Regions from separate parts of the Pan troglodytes genome. Here region 2 is linked to region 1. A link is a contact called in public HiChIP or PLAC-seq data. All regions are on one chromosome and are shown on one strand. The core of a region is the stretch at or near the end of the contact, and the rest is flanking DNA. Distances in the headings are between cores, read along the strand shown. Region 1 holds the start of SLC2A6 (solute carrier family 2 member 6). Region 2 holds the start of MED22 (mediator complex subunit 22).

Region 1 (4,025 bases), core at 1,254-3,753:
GATCAAGACCATCCTGGCTAACACAGTGAAACCCCATCTCTACTAAAAATACAAAAAAAAATTAACTGGGCGTGGTAGCGGGCACCTGTGGTCCCAGCTACTCAGGAGGCTGAGGCAGGAGAATGGCATGAACCTGGGAGGCGGAGCTTGCAGTGAGCCGAGATCGCACCACTGCACTCCAGCCTGGGGGACAGAGTGAAACTCCCTCTCAAAAAAAAAAAAAAATAGTTTACTGGGGAGCAGGGAAAGGAGGTTGACCTCAGAAAGGCACAAAGAAACCTTCTAGAAGGGTGGAAATGGGCTGGGCGTGATGACTCACGCCTGTAATCCCAGCACTTTGGGAGGCCAAGGCGGGAGGATCTCCTGATGTTGGGAGTTTGAGACCAGCCTGGCCAACATGGTGAAACCCCATCTCTACCAAAAATGCAAAAACTAGCCAGGTGTGGTGGCGGGTGCCTGTAATCCCAGCTACTCGGGAGGCTGAGGCAGGAGAATCGCTTGAACCCAGTAGTCGGAGGTTGCAGTGAGCCGAGATCGCACTACTGCACTCCAGCCTGGGCAACAGAGAGAGACTCTGTCTCAAAAAAAGATAAAAGAAAGAAAGAAAAGGTGGAAATGTTTTATATCTTGATTGGGGGTGTTCGGGGTTATACAATTGTCAAAACTCATCAACCTATACTTAAAATGGATTCATTTTACTGTATATAAATTATAGCTTAACAAAGTTGATTTTTCTTGTATTTTATTTTTTCAAGAAGGCTCTCCCTCTGTCACCCAGGCTGGAGTGCTGTGGTGTGATCACAGCTCACCGCAGCCTCAAACTCCTGGGCTCAAGCAATCTTCCCACCTCTGCCTTCCGAGTAGCTGGGACCACAGGCACTTGCCATCACACCTGGACAATTTTTTTAGCTTTTTGTAGAGACAGGGTCACTTTGTTGCCCAGGCTGGTGTCAGACTCCTGGCATCAAGCAATTCTCCTACCTTGGCCTCCTAAATGCTGGGATTACAGGCACACACCACTGCACCTGGCCTAAAGTTGATTTTAAAAGAAAAAAAATACATTTTAAAAAAAGAGAAGGCCGGGTGCGGTGGCTCACGCCTGTAATCCCAGCGCTTTGTGAGGCCGAAGCGGAAGGATCACAAGGTCAGGAGTTCAAGACCAAGCTGGCCAACATGGTGAAACCCCGTCTCCACTAAAAATACAAAAATTAGCCAGGCGTGGTGGCACATGCCTGTAATCCCAGCTACTTGGGAGGCTGAGGCAGGAGAATCGCTTGAACTCGGGAGGTGGAAGTTGCAGTAAGCTGAGATCGTGCCACTGCACTCCAGCCTGGCCAACAGAGCGAGACTCCGTCTCAAAAAAAAAAAAAATACACATATAGATATGTAAAAATACATACACATATATATGTATATACGTATATATATGGCCACGAGGACTGTGCAGCCTGATCACCATACCAGGGTGTGCCTGAGTCCAAAGCCTATGATCTTGATGGCAAAAAAACGGTGACGTAAAGGGGCTGCACAGTTTAATGGGGGCCCCAATAGCAAATATGCAAAATAGGCACTTGAGGAAAAGACTGGAAGAGGCTAAAACGCCTTCAAGGTCAGGCTGACGGGAGATGGATGTGATTTTATTGTTCTATTATGGTTGTATTTCAATCATAATAAAAGGGAATTCTAACTTTTAAAAATGCTTTACCATGTTAATAGCTAAAATGGGAAATGACCCAAATACTCAGCAACAAAGGCTCCGTTTAAAAGCGTGTGTGGCACGTCCATCCAACAGAGCAGGGCGTGATTCCGTCCTCTTCCCGAAAAGGCCCAAAGGGAGAGGTGGAACTGCTGTGGGGTTTTTTGAGGACGGTCTTCCCGGGAATTTTCCATTTCTGCTTTTCTTATTTTTCAATGTTATCTTACTACCTGGGTTACGTGTCACGAGCTCAGGTTATTTTTACCACCAGAGCCTGGGGTGGAGGATACAGACCTCGCCCACTGGAGCTGCCCACAGCGCCTCGCCGGCCCCTCCTGCCTCCTTCGTCCCGCACATCCGCTGCTGCCCTGACACACCCCGATTCCCTGGTGCCAGGGAGAGCCAGGGCAGAGGTGGCCCTGAGACGCCACGCGACGGGGAGGGCTAGAGCGTAAGGAGGAGCGAGGTGCGCATTCGCTGTGACCCTGGCGCGCGGCTTCGCCTCTCTGGGCCTCGGTTTCCACCCCGCGGGAGCGAGTACGACAGGGGCTGCGCGCATTGCCGCAGTCACGCCTGCAAGAGCCGGGCCGGGTGAGCCGCTTCCGGCGCTCCGCGGGGGCCCCGGACGATCCAGCAGGGGCTCCGCCCTGGGACCCCCATCCTGTCTCGGGGGCGCGACCTTCGGGGGCGCACGCGGTGCCGGCCGCGCCCGGGGAAGCCGGGTCCGCATCCGAGCAACAGGACAGCGTGCGGCCGCCCCATTGGCCGGCGTGTCTCTGCAGGGCCGTCCCACAGCCAATAGCGGCCAAGGGGCGGAGCCTGGCCGGTGCCCTCGGAGCTGCTGGCCCCGGGCGGCTGCTCCAGTCTGAGCGCCCTCCGCTCGCCCCGAGAGAGACCCGGCCATGCAGGAGCCGCTGCTGGGAGCCGAGGGCCCGGACTACGACACCTTCCCCGAGAAGCCGCCCCCGTCGCCAGGGGACAGGGCGCGGGTCGGGTGAGAGTCGCTAGGTTGGGGGCTGCGGGTGGGGCCTGGGGGTGGCCCTGGTTCCCTCCAGCCGGCGGCAGGCTCCCGCCCTGGGCCTCCCCTGACCTAGTCGCCACCGAGGGGCCATCTGGCTCCCTCCTGTCCCAGACACGCTACTCCTATTTAAGGAACTGGTCCCCCTAAGGGAAGGAACGATCCACGAGAGTACCGGGCCCAGCCCCCCACTGCCACAGACAGTGAGACTGAGGCCCCAGCGAGCAGGGGGTCTGCCTGAGGTCACACAGCAAGCCTCCAGCCGCCGCCCTGGGGGCAGAACCAGAGCCTCCTCTCGGAGAAAAGGCCCCAGCACCAGAGGCTCAGCCACTGCGATGAGCTAACAATAGCCTGGGAATTTCCCAGGGGAGCTGGGGCTCAGGCCCTGGGAACGTGAATGGCCTTGGACCCAGGCCTCCCCAGCACTGCCCGCTGAGCTGGGCAGCCACTGGGTTCAGAAAAGGCAATGGTCCCTGGAGGAGGGACTCAGAGACCCTGGTCTTTTTGTCCGCCACCATCACCAGGACCCTGCAGAACAAAAGGGTGTTCCTGGCCACCTTCGCCGCAGTGCTCGGCAATTTCAGCTTTGGGTATGCCCTGGTCTACACATCCCCTGTCATCCCAGCCCTGGAGCGCTCCTTGGATCCTGACCTGCATCTGACCAAATCCCAGGCATCCTGGTTTGGGGTAAGGACCATCCTCTGGAGGAGGGTGGGTGCAGGAAGCAGGGACCTGCTGAGCCTTATCTCCAGCTAGGAACCTCCCAAATTCTCCACCTTGGGGGTCCCTCCAGGGCCCTGGTCCCCCCTCCCCCGGCCATCCAGGCCACTAGTGGGTGGAGTAAAGCTACAGGATTCCTCTGAAATGAGGAACTGAAAGCCAGTGGAGAGGGTGAGGGAAGGAGCAGGTGGGGAGGTGGCTGTCAGGGTCTATACTAGGTGGGGCTGAGGCTTCCCCGGGTCCCCACACCCACAGTTGGCTGGATGGGGGCAAGGGTATCAGGTGTCAGTGGGGAGAGGCACTGGCTGGGGCAAGGAGGGTCCGCAGGACAGATTGTGGGCTGATGGAGAGGAAGATCCCAAAGTCCCAGAGTCTAAAATTATAATCTTAATAGCCTCATATGTAGAGTTGTTAACATAGTAGTTAAGATAAAAATTCCCAAGGTTTACGGAGCACTTCCTATGTGACAGGCATGTGTTGGGCCCTGAACGTTCATTGATTCTCAGGGCCAACGCCACGAGGTAGAACTTGCGCTCTCCCCATAAGACAGCTGAAGAAACTGAGGCGCAGACAGGCTGGGCAATGTGCCCA
Region 2 (4,439 bases), core at 1,328-3,827, 130 kb after region 1:
CAGTGGTGCAGGTCTTCCTGTGGACTAGACGTCCCAGTCTTGCCTTCCCCTTGATAATGCAGTAAGGGACCCCCATTTTACGACACAGGGCAGGCAAGAAGACAACCAGCTGGAAGAAAGCATTAGCTGAAGACTGTATTTTGACCAAAAGCAGCAAATTTCAGTTAGCTTGTAACAATTGCTCAGGGTTAAAAAGCTCATGGATTCGCACTTCAAGGTTGAATTCAGTGAGAGATTCACATCATTGCAAGAGCCACGCATGTGTTGGATCTGTGTCAGTACTGCCCTCACCCACTTCGGTCCCATCACTGACTTGGCATTAGGTCTACTCTCTCTTCCTGGTAATGCCAGAAGCCCTTGGGTTAGCAGTCAACAGGCAAACGCACCTCGATGGGATCCACGTCGTGTGCAATCACCACCAGCTGAGCTTTCTTGTTCTCCACCAAGGTGGTGACGGTGTTAACTCCTAGAACACACAACCACTTTGTGAGCTCTCACAGGCCCTGCTCTAATCACAAGAAGCTGCTGGGCTCAGCTGTTGACTCAGTGTTAAAAAGCTCGGTTTTACTCTTCACAGTAATTTCAGGCGAAGAAATTTTACATCACTGCAACAGCCCGCCCCCAGTGTTCACCCTAAGGTGGGGCCTACTCACCTGCTCGAAGGACAGGTGGTCTCTTCGTCGGGACGTCCCCTTTGCCAGCAGCTTTCTTCTCGGCCCGGGCCAACAGTCTCTGCTTCTTCTCTTGCTTTGTCTCTGGTCTGTACTTGTGGGCCAGCTTAAGCAGCTGAGTAGCTGGAAAAACACTCTTCAGTTTAGGCTTGGAGTCAAGGTTCTAATCCTTGTCACTTAACACTTAATAACAAATGCTGGACTGCGGTCCTGCTATATGACTATAATTTAATGACAATTGCAGTTCAAGAAGCCTAAGACCATCCCCCTCATGTTCTGGATGAAATAAGGAATCCTTGCCTGAGAAACTCCTTTCCACGCCACAGAACCTCACCTGTTTGGCGGTCCAGGGCCTGGGTGAACTGGTTAATCGCAGGAGGCACTTTCAGCCGCTTATAGAGGATGGCTCTCTGCCGCTGCAACCTGATATAGCGGGGCCATTTCACAAAGCGGGTGAGGTCTCTTTTGGGCTGGATGTCCTGTCCTGAGAAGTAAAGGGTGACATCGAGTGAGGCTCAAATTCCATGTCAAGTTCATGTCTGGGGCCACTAGGAAGGGTGTTGGTGCATCAGCGATCTTGGTGGTTTAAAATGTCATCACCATCTCTCAGATAGCAAATATTCTTTTACATCATCTGCACACAAACACCTGAGAACAAAGAGCACGATGCTTTTCCTCATCTAACAAGAAGCCAAGGTGCCACGAAGTACAGCAGAATTGCAGTCCTAGTATCTCGCTGCGCCACTGCTACTGTACTTGTTTCCAGATGGCTAAGCTGAATTCAAGGCCACTACCATATTGAGCTGAATGCTCGCTCAGCAACTCCCAATGAAAGCAAGAAGCATGTATCATCATTGCCCCCGTCTCTAAGAGACACAAGTTAAGGACTGCGACCACTTTACACCCACTAAAACCTACAAGATACAACACAACCTAATTACCACCTTCCCTTGAGAAAAACATAGACCGTTTTCATTCTGCCGTTTGTTACTCACCAATGCCAAAATTCTTAGGCCTTTTCTCAAACAGGGGATTCACCACTTTCTTAGCCTCCTGCTTCTTCACGACAGCTGGGGCCGGAGCCACCTTCTTTCCCTTGGCCTTCTTTCCTTTCGGCTGGGCAAAAAGAAAACGTCAGTTAAACCGCCGCCTCCACTCGCTTCGTCGGGGGTAGGGCTCAGACTGGCTCCTCCAAAACAAGGGACGCTGACAGCACCTGCCTGAACTAGGCTGGCGAGCAGCTTTCTGCAGCCCCCCAGCACCACCCCTCGACAGGAGCATCTCACATTCAGCCGCACAAGCATGCAGCCCTGGGAACCCCGAGTGGCCAGAGCAAGGCTAAGCCCGAGACCACGCTCTCTTCGCGTCGCCCACCCAGGAGACGCCCCGGACTCATGACTCCTCTGAGTCGCGGCCCCGCAGGCTCCAGAAGCAACAGGGGCGGGCTCAGAACTCGTCGCTCACAAGGCCTCTGGAGCGGCCCCCAGCAAGCCCGAGAGACGCTAGGGCTCCGAGCCCCGCACTGCGGCGCTCCAGGCCTGCGACACCCAGCCCTGCGACACCGGGAACAACGCATTCCGCTCTCGGCCGCCCGGGGCTCTAGTCCATCTCAATGTCTCCGTGCCACACCAAGTGGGGCTCTAATCCACCTCAGTGTCTCCGTGCCACACCGAGTGGGGCTCTCCTAGCGCCAGGAGGAGCAGGAGGCCCTCCGAGGCCGCGCCTGGAGGAGGATGGCAGCGGATACAGCCGGAACCTGGCTATAGGGCCACGGAACTACAGCTCACTCACCATCTTGGGCGGCGGGAGGAGAGAGAAAGGAAAGGGAATTGTGGGTAATATGTATGCGGCCTCGGAGATCGCGAGAGTTGATACCGGCACGGGATTTCGGATTTAAAGCAACAGCATTCCTATAAAGCTAAAAATCGAGGCGGGGCCGAGAGACTGCGGCGGCTGACTAGGTGTTCGGACCGCGGCGCGGCGGGGAAGAGAGACTGCGGCGGGAGGGCCAGGCCGTGGGAGAGACGCGGGAAAGTGCGGGTCGCAGAGGCACTTGACCACCCCGCCCTAGGCCGACCCGGCGGACGCGGCGTCTGGTGCGCTAGCGCTGGGGAGGGTATGAGGGTGTGGTGGGGGGTGGGGATGGAGGGGGGGTGGGTGTGTGGGCGGGAGTGGGGGTGGGTGGGTGCGTAGGCGCTGGGGTCGGAGATCCCCTTTCCTGCGTGTGACTTATTTCCCACACCCCGCCAAAAATGGGCACAAACAATGCGAGTGCGTCCAGGAGTCCGCTCGGTCGTGCGCCAGACTCCGAACCTAGGGGGCCCCGGGCCCTCCCTGAGCACCGCGCGCAAAGGCCCGGCCCGAGGGCCAGGCAACTCCAGCGCCGAGGCCGTCCAGTGCGGCTGCAGGGCAGAGGCCGAGAGGCGCGGCGCGGAACTTGAGCCCCTTGTTCCGGCGCACCGGGGAACCATGAGGGATGTTAAGCGAGGGAGTGGAATTACCCCCCTTTTTTTTTTCTTTTGGAGACGTAGTCTCCCCCTGTCGCCCAGGCTGGAGTGCAGTGGTGCGATCTCGGCTCACTGCGATCTGTGCTTCCCGGGTTCAAGCGATTCTCCTGCCTCAGCCCCCCGAGTAGCTGGGATTACAGGCGCCTGCCATCACGCCCGGCTAATTTTTGTATTTTTAGTAGAGTTGGGGTTTCACCATGTTGGTCAGGCTAGTCTCAAACTCCTGACCTCAGGTGATCCCTGCCTCGGCCTCCCAAAGGGCTGGGATTACAGGCGTGAGCCACCGCGCCCGGTTGGAATGACCACTTTTTAGGACCGCTTCCCTGCCGCGCAGAGACTGGAGGGAGCGGGGCCCGCAGTGCAGGGATGAGGTCTGGAGCGGGGCAGCCTGAGTGGGAGTGGAAGGAAAGCGTGGATGTAGGCGGTGCAGAGGGGTCGAATTGGAAGGACTCTTCGGATGGGAGGGCGTGGCGAAGGTGGCGGCGGGCTAAGAAGTTAAGCCAGGGGCTGGGGACGGGGAGCTGGTGTTGAGTTTGCAGGGCTCCCTGGGACACGCTGTGGGCCTGGACGTGAAGTCTGGACTGGAGCCCTGGACAGGGCTTGGAGGGCTGGCCAGGAGTTCCAGGATGAGCTTGCTCTGGCAAAGGCGGGGCCAGTCCTGGCACCCCCTGCGGTGTCTGCTGATGGAATGAGTTCATCTGTGTTTCAGTGATTGACTTTATTTGGCAGAAAGGGAATCCCCAGAAATCTGCGTGTTCTGCTAAGGTTGGGGCATAGAGGGTGGCTGGGGTAGACTCTGCCTGCACTCAGAGGTCTGTGCTGCACTCTAGGTCCCAGGTCTCCCCGCTGCGCTGCTTGAGGCCCGGCCATGGCCCAGCAGAGAGCCCTGCCCCAGAGCAAGGAGACGCTGCTGCAGTCCTACAACAAGCGGCTGAAGGACGACATTAAGTCCATCATGGACAACTTCACCGAGATCATCAAGACCGCCAAGGTGGGGGTGGGGTGGCCCACCAAGGGGACCAGGGTCTGAGAAGGGGTGGAGACAGGAGAGGCCAGGGGCTGAGCAGCGCGAGTGAATCGTGTTCCAGGCAGGAAGCACCCAGTGCACAGGGAGCTGGTCAGTAGATAAGCAAACCAAATAATGGCACGTCCAGCCCTTACTAACAGTATGGATTTGAATGGAGATTTCACTTTTTAGTGCCTCAGTTTCTCCTGCATGGTGGGGTCCTTGTGATGACTGGTGAGTTTATCTGTGTAAAAC

The links. HiChIP or PLAC-seq counts read pairs in DNA pulled down with a chosen protein or histone mark.
Region 2: a contact with region 1 is called in an H3K4me3 HiChIP or PLAC-seq map of stem cell-derived excitatory neurons, with 5 times the contacts expected there. The contact joins the promoter of MED22 here to the promoter of SLC2A6 in region 1. A contact is called at or near these places in 1 of 7 Hi-C or Micro-C datasets (stem cell-derived neural progenitor cells) and 1 of 1 datasets of contacts at active chromatin or transcription factors (stem cell-derived excitatory neurons).

The regions. Positions count from the first base shown.
Region 1 is chr11:4,922,250-4,926,274 of NHGRI_mPanTro3-v2.0_pri, forward strand. It overlaps SLC2A6 (solute carrier family 2 member 6), which reads left to right and starts at 2,504. Exons shown (of 9, transcript XM_063787463.1): 1 at 2,504-2,690; 2 at 3,239-3,401. The coding sequence starts at 2,599.
Region 2 is chr11:5,053,070-5,057,508 of NHGRI_mPanTro3-v2.0_pri, forward strand. MED22 (mediator complex subunit 22) reads left to right here and starts at 2,578. Exons shown (of 5, transcript XM_016962002.4): 1 at 2,578-2,767; 2 at 4,009-4,169. The coding sequence starts at 4,047. RPL7A (ribosomal protein L7a) reads right to left here and starts at 2,490. Exons shown (of 8, transcript NM_001246603.2): 1 at 2,463-2,490; 2 at 1,667-1,787; 3 at 1,006-1,155; 4 at 654-794; 5 at 387-466; 6 at 1-109. The coding sequence starts at 2,465. LOC112204448 (small nucleolar RNA SNORD36) reads right to left here and starts at 250; the gene lies at 178-250. It overlaps LOC112204449 (small nucleolar RNA SNORD36), which reads right to left and starts at 611; the gene lies at 538-611. It also overlaps LOC112204457.